4 separate regions of the Mus musculus genome follow, and regions 1, 3 and 4 are each linked to region 2. A link is a contact called in public HiChIP or PLAC-seq data. All regions are on one chromosome and are shown on one strand. Each heading gives the region's core, a stretch centred on a gene start, on an enhancer-like site or on the middle of the called end of the contact. The rest is flanking DNA. Distances are from core to core; before and after follow the strand shown.

The links. HiChIP or PLAC-seq counts read pairs in DNA pulled down with a chosen protein or histone mark.
Region 1: an H3K27ac HiChIP or PLAC-seq map of trophoblast stem cells shows a contact between it and region 2, with 13 read pairs. The contact joins the promoter of Prkcd here to the promoter of Selenok in region 2. A contact is called at or near these places in 1 of 39 promoter capture datasets (pre-B cells), 2 of 484 Hi-C or Micro-C datasets (CD4 T cells and the MNK3 cell line), 5 of 115 datasets of contacts at active chromatin or transcription factors (embryonic stem cells, memory CD8 T cells, pancreatic cancer cells and 2 more) and 2 of 9 other capture datasets (adipose tissue and liver).
Region 3: a contact with region 2 is called in an H3K4me3 HiChIP or PLAC-seq map of forebrain, with 7 times the contacts expected there. The contact joins the enhancer-like site here to the promoter of Selenok in region 2. A contact is called at or near these places in 13 of 39 promoter capture datasets (the 3T3-L1 cell line, the C10 cell line, the HPC-7 cell line and 8 more), 11 of 115 datasets of contacts at active chromatin or transcription factors (astrocytes, differentiating embryonic stem cells, double positive thymocytes and 8 more) and 1 of 9 other capture datasets (macrophages).
Region 4: a contact with region 2 is called in an H3K4me3 HiChIP or PLAC-seq map of embryonic forebrain, with 4 times the contacts expected there. The contact joins the enhancer-like site here to the promoter of Selenok in region 2. A contact is called at or near these places in 5 of 39 promoter capture datasets (the 3T3-L1 cell line, frontonasal cranial neural crest, hippocampal neurons and 2 more), 1 of 484 Hi-C or Micro-C datasets (embryonic fibroblasts), 3 of 115 datasets of contacts at active chromatin or transcription factors (embryonic forebrain, embryonic stem cells and epiblast stem cells) and 1 of 9 other capture datasets (embryonic stem cells).

Annotation. Positions count from the first base shown.
Region 1 is chr14:30,624,121-30,627,516 of GRCm38.p6, reverse strand. Prkcd (protein kinase C, delta) reads left to right here and starts at 1,309. Exons shown (of 18, transcript NM_011103.3): 1 at 1,309-1,537.
Region 2 is chr14:29,966,666-29,970,049 of GRCm38.p6, reverse strand. It overlaps Selenok (selenoprotein K), which reads right to left and starts at 1,670. Exons shown (of 5, transcript NM_019979.2): 1 at 1,514-1,670; 2 at 1-24. The coding sequence starts at 1,532.
Region 3 is chr14:30,514,544-30,518,041 of GRCm38.p6, reverse strand. The region is part of intron 6 of Dcp1a (decapping mRNA 1A); the gene reads right to left. Among named protein-coding and RNA genes, the nearest start is that of Gm35566, 32 kb to the right of the region's middle. Within about 2 kb of position 1,556, at least 6 of the 459 cell types and tissues checked have an H3K27ac peak or open chromatin away from gene starts, as enhancers often do.
Region 4 is chr14:29,441,431-29,444,628 of GRCm38.p6, reverse strand. The region is part of intron 4 of Cacna2d3 (calcium channel, voltage-dependent, alpha2/delta subunit 3); the gene reads left to right. Among named protein-coding and RNA genes, the nearest start is that of Cacna2d3, 280 kb to the left of the region's middle. Within about 2 kb of position 1,933, at least 23 of the 459 cell types and tissues checked have an H3K27ac peak or open chromatin away from gene starts, as enhancers often do. A contact at or near this core is called in embryonic forebrain, where this site is marked.

The sequences.
Region 1 (3,396 bases), core at 60-2,559, 660 kb before region 2:
GAAGTTTCAAGCCTCCACGGGTGGGGCAGCACTTCTCTTTTTATTTTTTTTATTTTTTTATTTATTATATGTAAGTACACTGTAGCTGTCCTCAGACACTCCAGAAGAGGGAGTCAGATCTCGTTAAGGATGGTTGTGAGCCACCATGTGGTTGCTGGGATTTGAACTCCTGACCTTCGGAAGAGCAGTCGGGTGCTCTTACCCACTGAGCCATCTCACCAGCCCCTGCAGCAGCACTTCTCTTGATCTCAGTCGGCAAAGAGCTGTCTAGACTTCTATTCCTTCTAGGTAGTTTTCCAGAAGGAACTTAGGTATCTTGGGCTATTAGAACCCTCTTGTATCCTCCCAGGAAGAGTTCTCGTTTGTTTGGTTTTGTTGAGACAAGGTCTCTCATGAACAGGCTGGCGTCCACACTCTATTCTCCTGCTTTCTCCCCCTGAGCACTGGAGTATTATTCTGAGCCTCCATCTGTGGTTTACTCTGTGGTGGGGGTCAAACACAGCGCTCTCTGCGTGCTAGAAAAAACGATCATCTGCCCAGCCCAGGAAGTCATTTCTTTGGGTAAGTATAATGTAACAGCTTAGTGTTCTGGGCTTTGGGGACAGAAAAATGGAGTCCCTGGCTCCCATTTGGTGCTCAGACTTTGGGCCCAGGGGACCCTTAATGAGTGAATGAGTTACAGCTGACAATCAAATCCCTCTTATGAGCTTGACTGAGCAAGGGGAGCTCTGAACCGTGGGCTCAGGAAAGACAGTGAGATGGGGGCAGAGGCAATTCCCACAATTGTCTGAGGAGCAGTGCTGAGACAAACTGGCTAGAACCTCTCGCCCTGGAGACCTCCCAGCTCCTTCTCTCGGGCAGGACTGGAACCGGCAGGCCTGGCGGCGTGGCTCTGCTCAAGCCAGCAGGAAGAGGAATGAGGCCAGGCAAGGCGGGCCAGCTGGCCAGTGGGGAGTCCCGGGTGTGGGCGCAAGTAGTTGGGGAAGCCCCGTCGGTGCCTCCTGGGCTCCATTGTGTGTGCAGTGCTCAACCCCACCCCCCAACTTGGCCTCGGAGTCCTCCTCTATAAATTAGTCCCCTGAGATGGGATGGCCTGCGTGCCACTGGCAGGCGAGGCGCCACAAGAGCCAGAGACGGCTAACAGATCTGGGGACCCAAGGACTTGCAACTCAAAGAGGCTGAGACGCGCTGGACCCCCAGCTCACGTGGGCGGAGCTTCGAAGGGGCGGGCGCCCGTGGGGCGGGTCCTGAGTGGGGGCGGGACCGGGGCCGGCACCTGGGTGAGGTCGCGCAGCCCCTCCCCTTTGCACTTCCGTGTGCCGCGGCGCCAGAGCAGGAGGCGGCGGCCGCGGGGATCCCGCGAGCGGCCCGTGGACATCTACCCTTCGAGCCGGGACCCGGGAGGTCCCCACTGGCCTCCGGACCCGTCCGGATCAGACTTGTGCCTACCTCCCCGTCCACGCGCATCCGGGAGAGCCGCGCCACGAGACGGACCCCGGCTCGCCGGGACCCCTGGCGCCTGGCCCTGCGTCGGGAGGTGAGTGAGAGCTGGGCCCGGGCGCGGGGTCCGAGTTAACTCGAGGGCGCAGCGGCCTTTCTCCCCCTTTTCCTCGCCCGTAGTCTCCATTCCCCGCTTTCTTCTCTGGCTCCTGGTTCTGAAACTGAGAAACTGAGCCAGGAGCAGCCAAAGTCCCGCCGAGCACGGAGACCCGCCGGTGCCTCCATACCCTGGTCGGTCTGACCCTCTCTTCGACGGCTGGAGCCCAGGCCCGACTACTCCCAGCATCTTTAACCCCCTACTCCACCCCTGTGTGTCTTTATCCCCGCCGAGGGACCGTCCGATCTTCTCAAATCTCTCAGGGGACTCTGCACATTCGTCGGTCCCCACCCCCTCTTGCCTGGTCCTCTGCTCCCAGGCCAGGTCTGTTTGCCCCTCGCCGTCCGTGTACTCCGTCTCCCCACCCCCACCAGATCCGCCGTCCCCTCGACCCAGTCCTCCCAGAGCCGCACCCCCAGCCCACGCTCGCCTGCCCCTGCCAGTCCAGTCTCCGGTCCTTTTCACCACCGGGCGGAGGGCGGGCCGCCTGTCTCCCTAGCCTCCAGTGCTTGGGTCCCAGGCGGGCGGACTCTCACGGCGCCGCCTCCTTGCCCTATCTCTTCTTTCAGTCTCGGTGTCTTTCTTGGCTTTCCATCTGTCTCTGAGCTGGGCGTGGCTCCAGCCTCCACCATTCCCCTGTCCTCTCTGATCCCCCGTGTCCCTTCTCCGGGTGGTCTCTGCCTGGTGCTGTCAGTCTCTGTCCCACTGGAGAGACGCCACCCCCTCTGGGGGCCCAGTAAGGTGATGAGGACAGCAGTGACGGGAGTGCTCTGCCCTGCCGGCTGGCAGTGGAGAGGGAGCACCATCACAACTGCTCCCACTTCCCCAACTCTCTTATACAGGGGAGGGGAGAGAAGGGAGCCTCACTCAGCACCCCACTCAAACCTGGAGGACTTAGACTGAGTGGGGGAGATCCCTTTTTCCTTTGGCCGCTACCCTGGGCCCTCGGAGGAGTCTGGCTTCTGTTGCTGTAGTATCTGTGTCTGGACTTGTGAGTATAGTGTGTATCTTGTCTCTTTGTGTATTATTTGTCATAGTGGGACTTCCCCTGTGAATGTGTCCTTTTTCACGTGTGACTTGCATATACTTCATGGCTGTCTGTGTGTTCTGAGGCTTGGTGTGTGCCCCGTGCAACTTGGTAATCATGCCTTGTATGTAGAGGCTTCCCCTGTATATTTTGTGCCTTGGCTTGCTCATGTCTCTGTGTCCCTGTGTGTTCCAAAGGTCTGTGCATTATATCACAACAACCCTCTGGCCAGAGTACATTCATTCCTTTAATTGTGGGAGCCCACGCTATCGGTGTGCCGACCCCCTAGGCTTGTGTGTAAGCGTGCCTCTAATCATATTCGGTTCTTCTTCCTCTGCTACTGATCCTCTATGACCAAGCTGATCAGGGACAGAGGAGGGGACTGGGTTTCCTCGTTCCTGCTATGGATTAGATTGGGGTGTGGTGAACAGGCCAGCAGAGGGCGGCTGCTCTGTGTGTGTGTGTGTGTGTGTGTGTGTGTGTGTGTTTTGTTTCTCAGTGACAGTATCTTTGTACGATACTGTAAAGGCTCAGGTATATGACAGGACTGTGTGGAAGGTGACACTGCCATATGGAACTCCAGTAGCAAAGGGTGACTGGTAGGAGACTCACAGTCTGACTGTATGAAACTGCGGGTGTGTATTGAGGAGTGATGGGGCTTGTGGGTAACAGAGAGGTTGAGTGTGGGTAATAGCAACAGGAGGGGTGTGCTAGGAGGTGAGGGAAGGTGAGTGTCCGGCTGCCCATGAGTTTATGGGAGCAGGAAGCACTG
Region 2 (3,384 bases), core at 421-2,920:
GATTCCTGCTGTCCAACACCTGACCTACAGAATTAAAGAAAGAAACTGAGGTAAGTGCCACAAGTCCACAACTCGGCGCTGCCTTTAATCAGCGGAGCAACACCAATGAGCTCAGCTTTTGACTTGTTGGCTTCTTCAAGCCAGTCAACATCAGAGGTCCACTGTGAGTGCAGTCAAACTCTGGGATCTAGCGTTCACTCCTTCGATAGATGTCTACTTTCAGTATGTAATTCTCGGAGGCGAACTCATTCTAGGCATCTCTTTGCCATCTCCTTCTCACTGGTAAAATGCACATGACATTTTAGTGGCGAGATGGATGCAGCAGAAGAACACTGATCACTTTTGAGTGCATAGCTGTATGAGCTAGTGACCTAAATTGCAAATAACAGAATCTGCGAGCGCTCGAAACTGAAGATGGAATGATGATGCTTCCTGTAGTGCCCATCACACCACCTATCCCAAAGCTTTGTAATCAGGAGGTGAAATCCTGAAAAAAGCCGAGAAATTCAAAGTGCTCTCAGCCCTAAGACTTCTGCTAATCGCCCTACTCTCTAGAGATACAGAGATGAATCTGATACAACCACACCTATTTCCAGGGCCCCAAGAGAGTCTTGTAGAAATGCGCCAAGGAGTCTCACCTAAGTCACACAGGTGGGCAGATGGTTCTGGCACTGATACGACCTTCTCAGGCTGTATTTTTTTCTTTTCCAGTAATTGGAGACTTGCTTCCCAAGTTCTTTCAAACTGGGTAAAGTCTTGGGCTTAGGACTAGCTACACTTTTAGGGGAGAAAAATCTGTCACAACTTTTGTATTGCCTGGCGTGGTGGTGCTTGCCTTTAATTTAATCCCACTACTCCGGAGTCAGAGGCAGGAGGATCTTTGGGAGTTAGTGGCCACCTTAGCGTACACAGTGAGTTACAGGGCAGATAAAACTACAAAGTGAGACCCTGTCTCCAGATTTTATTTATTTTTTTCATATTCTTGCTAGTCCTGCATCACCACCATCGCCATCATTATTGTACGCATTATAGAGGCAGTATGGTAGGTAATACTGGAGCCAACCTGAGTTCAATTTAACCTAAATTTCATATTGCCTTTGTGATCTTTAGCGAGCTAGTCAATCTATGTCTCAGTCTGCATCCGAAAAACAGGGATAGAAATACACCATCTGAATAGAACAGTTACAAGGATGAAAGAGATGCTAGGCAAAGAACGCGGCTCTAGCGGCCCAAACAAAAGCGCGTTGTATCCGGACCGGGTTAGCGTCTCTGTCATTCCCGGGTTAAGGACACCCGCGCCCGGGATCACTATCGCAAACCCACAATCGGAAAATTGGCTGTACCAGGAGGCTTCAGGGTCCCCCAGCGGCACCCGGGGACCTTCTGGGCTGCGCCTCGGCTCCCACCGCCTCCGCTTCCCACTCCTTCCGGCCACTGGTGTGGGGGAGGCCGCCCCAAGCTCAGGACCCGGCGAGTCAGGACAGAAGCGGCCCAGGGTAAGGCTCTCACTCACCATTCGAGATGTAAACCATCTTCCCTCCGGTTGCCTGCTTCCTAGCGACAGAGAAGACCGGACGCCCCTGTTGTCGCCGTACCTAGCCTCCCGCCCCGCCCTGTACGTCACAGGCCACTGACAGACCCAAGTCAGGCTAGAGGTGGGTCGAGCCCATTGGCTGCTGGGAGACCACTCCTGACTAGAGGTTCCGCCCAGTCACACAAGTAACTTCCGCTGGCGTGGATACTGCCTGAGTCAGGAGACCGGATATGACGTCTAGGAGAAACATTGTTTGAGGGTCCTTTTCCCCACCCCCCTCACTTGGTTCCGGTTTGACCGAGAGTCTTTGAGGCCACAGCACTGCCGACCGGAAGTTGCTTGCTAGTTGGCAGACACGCGCAGGGTTCGGGTCCGAGGTGGCTCGAAGGGCTTGGAGGGCGGAACGTTCCTCAGCTTTCCAGATGTGTTGCTGTCTTTTGGAGTGGCAGGGAGAGGCTCTGAGGCGGTGTCTGGGACATGAAGAGCTTTAACCATCAGGTTTTGCTGAACTCACTTTTAAGTCCCTCTGGACCGTATTCCCTTTAAGCCGGTTATTTCTGCTCTCAGTTTATTTGTTTTGCTTTTTTGAAACAGGACTCACACTGTATTCCTGGCTCTGAGCTCACATTGTAGACGAGGCTGGCCCTAAACGCAAAGATCTGCCTGCCTCTGCCTCCGTAGCGCAGGGATGAAAGACAAGCCTCACCACACCCAGCTGGTTTTTGTTTTTGTCTTTTGTCTTGTTTTTGTTTGTTTTTGATTTGGGATCTGTGTATCCCAGGCTGCCCTTGAACTCACTTTGTAGACCAGGCCTATACCAGTACTCATGTGGCATAGGCAGGTGGATCTGTATAAGTTCAAGAAGTGGAATTTGTTATTTTTCGAGACTGTTTTTCTGTGTAGCCCTGGCTGCCCTGTAACTAGCTCTGTAGAGCAGGCTGTTCTTGAACTCAGAGATCCACCTGTCTCTTGCCTCCCAAGTGCTGGGACTAAAGGTGTAACCAACACCCAGCTAAGAAGTGGCATTTTTAATAGCTGTAGAGACACAACTAGGGAAAATCAAATGAACTTCAGAATGACAATTTCCTCTGCTTGTCAGCATTGTAGACGTGACATATGCGTTAGAAGGCAGGTCTTGGGCATCCAGTAAGTTTGAAGAAAATTCCTTGCTGCCCCTGTTGTGTTTCCTTTGTGGTGCGGGGAGTGGGGGTGAGGAGAGGGGAAGGGAGGAATGAGGTGTGCAGTCAGTACAGAAAGGGAGAGTTGGGTGTTTTCCACCTTATTGGACTGGCTAGGGAGCTCTGGCCATCTGCCTGTCTCATCCTCCAGGATAGGTCTGAGTTGTGTGCAACCACTGTTGGCTTTTACATGACTGCTGGGGATTCTAAAATCCAGGCCCTCATGTCTGTGTAGCAGTCACTTTACCCACCGAGCTCTCTTCCCAACCTGGGTCCGTGATTTTTCTCAAGGGCCTTTCTAGACCTGGGCTTAAACCATGACGTTGCCTCTCACTCTCTGTGCTCTCTTTTCCTTCTAACTGAAATCCCTGGTTATACTTTTGTCAGACTGCAACAAGAATGATTTATTTAAAAAAAACAAAACAAAACTTTGTTTTGCTTAAAACCCTTTAGACACTAAAATGTAGTGATCTCCCATTGCTCTTACAAACTAGGTCCTTTTCAGTATCCACTGATATAGCCTGACCTGTTCACTTGATTTTAGCTTCTGCTACACATTCCCACCCAAAACACACTCTGGCAATAATTTTTTTTTTTTTTTTACAGTTTTGTGAGTGCCCTAAGTCTTTTCATCTCCCTGAACGTGCACATAGCTATTCTTCCTGTAACACG
Region 3 (3,498 bases), core at 307-2,806, 550 kb before region 2:
GTTTGGTATTATGAGACAAGGTCTTTCCACACTGCTTGGGCTGTCCTGGAACTATGTAGACTGGATTGGCCTTAAACTCAGAGAGATCCTCCTACAGTGAGTCTACATCCAAATCCCTTTATAAATTACAGGAGTAACAACAATAGTATCCTATCAATTCACAAGGCTCATTCCCTCATAGTCTTACATTCTCCAGATCCCACTATTCTCAAGTACTAACTGGAAAATTTACATAACTGTAAACATAAAAAAATATAATCACAAATGTAACTGTGACAATTATTTCACAGCTCTACTATGAAGCCAGGCTGGCCTTGAAGCTTCAACAATTCTGGTTCAGCTTCCTGATTACTGAATGCCCAGTAGTTTAAAAAAAAACCAAAAGCCAAAAACCAAACCTATTCTTTATGCTGAAACAAGACGGCTAGAGATTCTGTGACAAAAAATGAACTAAAACGTGCATGTGGTAGTTCATCCCTATAATCCCAGGATGGGGAGGCTGAGGCAGGAGGACTAGTCTGAATATAAGGTAATCCAAGGCAACAAAGCATGTTTCCAAACTAGACAACCAACCGACCAATATCCTACCTCCCTCCTCACCCGCCCCCAGAAAATAAAAACAAAACAAAATAATCTCAACCCCCCTAAGCTGTGAGTAGAGCACACTGTAATAGTAGACTCAGGAGACGGAGACAGAGGCTCAGAGGTTCAGAGTCACCTTCAGCTCCATACTGAGCTCCGTACTCTATTAGATGAGACCATCCTCGAGAACCAATCCAACCCAGCCCAATGTAGACAAAGAAAACCAAAGCAAAGTACTAGAGCGCAGTACATTCATCAGTGCAATTGATGTGAGTCGTAAGCAACGTACCGTTCCACATACATGTCAACATTTGTTTACATAGATTTATTTTGAAAACTAAAGGTGCTACGGTTATTTTGCAGAAATTCCGGGTAAGGGGGGAGGGTATGGGGGACTTTTGGGATAGCATTTGAAATGTAAATGAAGAAAATACCTAATAATAATAACAACAACAACAATAATAATAAAAAAGAAACGTGGAAAAAGAAAAAAAAAAAGAAATTCCGGGTAAGAAGCCATACTTCTATTTTAGAGAGTAGGAACAATTCAATTCAATAAAAACAGAAGGAAACACACTGGGGAAAGAGAACCAAGAGAACTTAATGGTGAATTATCAAAGTGAAGTCTATTTCTGCGTGAGTTGTATTTGTGGTATACATACAAGTTCATGTGGATGTACACATGTGTGCATGTATGTGGAGGCCAGGCGTCAATGTCAGATGTATTCCTCACTCTTCACCGTGAAGAGACAAGGTCTCTCAATGAACCAGAACGCGTCTACTCAGCGATCTGCCTTCCCAGTGCTGGACTACAACACGAAGCCAGCAAGCCCGAATGCCAGCAAGCCCGGCTTCTTATGTGCTGCTAGGGATCCAAAGCCCGCCATATGCTCTCTCCACAAGCACAGTACTGTTGCACCATCTCTGTGGCCCCAGGAAATGGACTTTAATACTGAGGCCTGGCAGCATGATCTGCTTGCCACTCAGCACTAGATGGCAGCATCACTAAATAAATAGAGCAACTCTCTGTGTAAGGGCGGATTAGGGATTTGCAATAGTTTTAGACAATTACACAGCCTTTTCATAATATATCATTACATATCATAATAATTACAATGCTTTGTAATTCCTTGGCTTTAGCTGAAAAAAGTTGCAATTTTATTTTATTTTGTGTTTTTGAGACAGTCTTGCAACATAGCCTTCATAGTCTTCATACAAGTGGTTCTTCTACTCATTTGCATACTTGTAATTCCAGCACTGGGTTGGTAAGGATGGACTGATAACGGGGACTTACTGGCCAGACTAGCCAGCCATGCAAGCTGCAGGCTAACGACAAACTCTGCTTAAAAATGAGATAAGAGAAAATGGTAGACAGAGTGTAAGGAATGGCACTTGAGGAGTCCTGCCTGCCACATGCACACGTGTGTGAGAGTACCTGCATGCACGTGTGCACACTTCCCACACTCTGCTAAAGCAAACAAATTTGTTGAGCTGGGCATGGTGGTATATGTCTGTAATCCCAGCTCTTGGGAGGTGGGGAGAGGATGATGAGAAGTTCAAGGTTGACCCTAGATTATACAGGGAGTTTGAGGCCAGCCTGGGTTATTATATGAGACACTGTCTCATAACAAATGAAAAACAAGGGTGGAGAGGTAAGGGAGACTTACTGGTATATGTATATACACGATTGTAATATAACAACCTTGTTAACATGTATATTCCATGCTAATAAAGACGCATGCCCTCTTCTCCTACCACCATCTTTTTCATTTCTCCCTTTTTCCTTTTTGTTGTATTTTGTTACTTTATTATTATTTTTTTTTCCCCAAGTCAGGGTTTCTCTGTGTAGCCCTGGCTGTCCTGGAACTCACTCTATAGACCAAGCTGGCCTCAAACTCAGAAATCCACCTGCCTCTGCCTCCCAAGTGCTGGGATTAAAGGCGTGTGTCAACACGCCCAGCTGAATTTTGGCTTTTTGTGACAAGGTCTCTCAAGCGCTGGCTGTCCTGGAACTCGATGTATAGACCAGGTGACCCCAGCTCGAAGAGATCTGCCTCTGAGTTCTTAAAGTTGTGTACCACCACGCCCAGCTCAAATCAAGAATGTGAATGCTAAGCAAATAGAATCACAATATGTAGTCTTTTGAGTCTTTCTCATTTAGCATAAGTGCCAGAGACTTGTTAAAGTTGCTGTATATATCCAGTTTGTTTCCTTCCCACTCTCCTTTAGAAGGTTGGAACCCATGCATGCCGGACAAGCAGCATCCCAGCCCAGGTTTGTCCTTCCTGCTAAGTTGTATTAGTTGATAGAGCAGTTCATACTGAGTATCCCAGACCTGAAATACATGAGACTAGAAGCATTTAAAATGTGAGGGTTTCCTAGGGTTTTAGAAATATATTATAGAATATATTTAAAACATACATTTTAGAAAACACGCACATGCACGCACGCACGCACGCGCACACACTCTCTCTTTCTCTCTCTCTCTGAGATATCTTAGAGTGGATCCCAGATCTAAACCAGAAATTCACTTGTGTTTCATACAGATGTGGCCCGACGGTAAAATTACAAAATATTTTTCTGTCTGCTTCTGTTTTAACTTTGACCTCTGACATGACATTCATTTTCATTTGTGGCCTCACATTGGATTTTAAAAGATTCTGGGGTGGGGAACATTTTAGATTGTGGGTTTTTAGATTAGGAACAACCTGTGTAATTTAGTCTAACCATTTTGAAACATTTCCCTATTAAAGTATATCTGGGTTGTATGCAGGTTTTTGGCTATTATGAATTAAGTATGAGTATCTAAATTTGTCTTTATTAGCATGAATATACATGTTAGCAAGGTTGTTATATTACAATCGTGTATATACGTATACCAGTAAGTCTCCCTTACCTCTCCACCCTTGTTTTTCA
Region 4 (3,198 bases), core at 684-3,183, 530 kb after region 2:
AAGGGAAACTATTTCTTTTGGCTTTTAGTCACTGCCAGTTTTCCTAGTCAGAGGGGACAGTTATCAGATAAAACAGAGAGCAAAATCATTGCATTTGAAATACAAATTATAAGTAAGTTTTTAATATTCACATATTTTGCATATATTGTATATGTCTATGGGGACATATTATGCCCTGACATGTGGAGGTCTCAGGACAATTTTAAGAATTGATTGTTGGGGAACGCCAGGGCCAAGAAGTGGGAGTGGGTGGGTAGGGGAGGTGGGGGGAGGGTATGGGGGACTTTTGGGATAGCATTGGAAATGTAAATGAAGAAAATACATAATAAAAAAAAAGAGTTGATTCTTCCTTCCACCATATGAGTCTTTGAGATTCAACTCAGCTCAGGCTTAGTGGTGAGCACCTTCTCTACTGAACCACTCGCTTCATCGGTCTTAAAAAAGTTATATTTATTATGCATCCTACACCTTTATTTGCTGAGTCTGGCAACCCTGTTTGTATGTAGAGTCAGGAATTTGGGATGTGTCCCCTTGCCACCAGGAAGTTCAGCCTCTAGACAAGACTCCAGGTTACTTACCTGGGCCTGGGATGGGGGTGGGGGTGGGGGTGGGTGGGGGAATCAGTTATTCCATAAGTCTCAGAGGCACAAAGAGCGGGTGTAGTGGATATGTGCCTTCAGTTCTCAACAGTGGAAGAATACAAAATCCCTGACCACCCTCCCACCCTCCCGTGTGCTCTGGCCTCCTGTATGGCACTGTGACCCCCACAGCATCTCCTGCAGGTCCACAGAGCCCCTGTAGCCAGGCTAAGAGTTCTTCACTTCCCCAGTGCTGGATGGTCCAGGCAGCAGGAGGCAACCAGCTGTTTTTACTGTATCCAGCCCAAAACATGTCATGCAGAAAAAATGTCAAGTCGTTTTGAAAAATGTCGGAGGTATAATGAGCCTGACAGGACTGGAGTGGCATTGGCCATGGTCACGTAATTACTACCTCAGTGTTTGTTTACCGTGCAGCCCTTTCTTCTTACACTGGAATTAAATCAATCCAAGCAACAATGCAGCTTTATACAACCCAGGTCTCAGCGCAGACAACACTTCTGCATTCCCAGGTCCCTGGTGAGGGTGATCTTTGCCAGGTTGACTAAGCAACTTAACGGATTCTTTCATATCCGTATCTTCAGACTAAACTCGAGCAGACTTATTAAATTAAACTAAATGGAGGTCACCTAGTTTTCTTCTGCAAGCAATAAAATGTTAAGATAGGGTGAGACACTGAGGTCTGAGATCTAATTTGAATTTAAGCTGCGGCCTGGCACCATACTCCCGAGATCCACTAGATGGCGCTGATGATTCACACCAATGCAGTCGAGACTTTTTTTTTTTTTTTTTTTTTTTTTTTCCACCCCCTTTTTCTTTTTCCTTTTTCTTTTTATGTGCTTAAAAAGGTTAGGCTACTTCCACATACTTCTTCCCTTTACCTCCTCACGTTTGACATTCTCTTGTGTTATTCAAATGGACATTATTTCTCCCTTCCAAGATCTTTCTACCTCTGTGAATTTGTAAACATAAATAATTAGAAGGAGGAAGATAAAAAAAGTCCGTCTTATTTAAACCATCCATCTCTTTGTTGCTCCATTCCTTGATTTTTTTTTTCAGGGTGAACCTCCTTGGGCTTTGTTTCCTTGACGCATTTGGTCAGCATGTCTTCACAAAACTTCTGCAGTTCCTTTAGATTTCCTTCATCTGGTACAGTTGATTTTCCTCTCGCAGATTTATGCCCCGTTTACTTTGGGAAAGGAAATATCTATCCTTAGCATTTGAGTTTTGAGGATTTGCCCCCAACAGTGGGGATCAGATGCCTGTTAAGGTCCCAGCCATCCTCACTTAGAAGCAGACTAGCGGAAAGCTCTCCTGGTAGGAGGGGCGGTTCCATGTGGGTTTGTGGGGCAGGTCTTCTTTCATATACAGAATAAATTCTGGGCCAGACAAGGACAACAAAAGCACAAAGACTGGCAGCTGTTACAGATTTCCACCCCTAATGAGCTACATTTTTTCCCCTAGAGCATGGCTAATATGGGATGGGTCCCTCAGATTTTAAAAGGAATGTTAAAAGGGAGTAAGGTTAGCTTTAATCAAGTTAAAAAAAAAAAAGTCCTAAAACTAATTTCCAGCCAAGCTTGAGACCCATGGAAAGTTCTCTTGTAAATATTACAGCGGCAAGCGGTTTCCTTTATTTTTCTTATGACTCTTGGTTCTCAGAAATCACATCACCTGATTGGCTGGGAGAGCAGGGACCTTCTGGAGGCAGGGTCTCTGTGCTAGACCTGGTATATGCTCTAGAGCTTGCCTTTATGGGGGAGATTCCAACAAGGGAGTGCATCTGTGAGAGATGTTCCAGGCTTCTCTGCTGCTCTGAGATTTATTTAACAGAAAGGAGACTTGGGGTGTCCTGGGGCTTCTAACCATATCAGTGTCCTGTCACCAACTGGGTATCAAATGGCAGTTTGCAGAGTCCCAGTCCCCATTATCTTGGCACCTTGCAGTATGAACCCCCTTAGATGGGAAATAGTTATCTTACACAGTGCACCTGGATATTTCTGTAGCACTCCTTTGAGATAATTGTCAAGTAGTCATTGGTGGATTCCATTATATTGCAGAAAAGGCAGCAGCCATGAAATAAAGATAGTGTAAGCAGGGGAAGGTTAGATTCTGCAGTTGTTGGAAAGATAAGGCCCAAGACTCCTGATTATGAATGTCCTGTCATTCTGTTTAGAAAATCAGGCAATGGATGTCCCCTAAGTGTCTACTTGACAGTTCTGAGGGTTGAGACTTGAGGGGGGGGTGGGGTCACATGGAAGTAGGAAAATACAAAGCTCCTCCTCCTTTCTCTACAGTATGAATTAACCGTATTTAATACAAAATGTCTTACAGCTGTACAACAACTTCCTGTGTCATTTGTCAGGAAATATGAAAAGATTTTCAAGCCCCAAGCAAATTTTGCCGTGAACTTAAATATGCAAGTTTGTGACCATTCACTGGGTATCTCTGTTGACACTGATTCTTCTCTGTAGATTTACCCTGATACAACGGGCTTCTCCTCTGTCTGTCTCTGTCTCTGTCTCTGTCTCTGTCTCTGTCTCTGTCTCTGTCTCTGTCTCTGTCTGTCTCTATCTCTGTTTCTCTGTCTCTGTCTCTATCT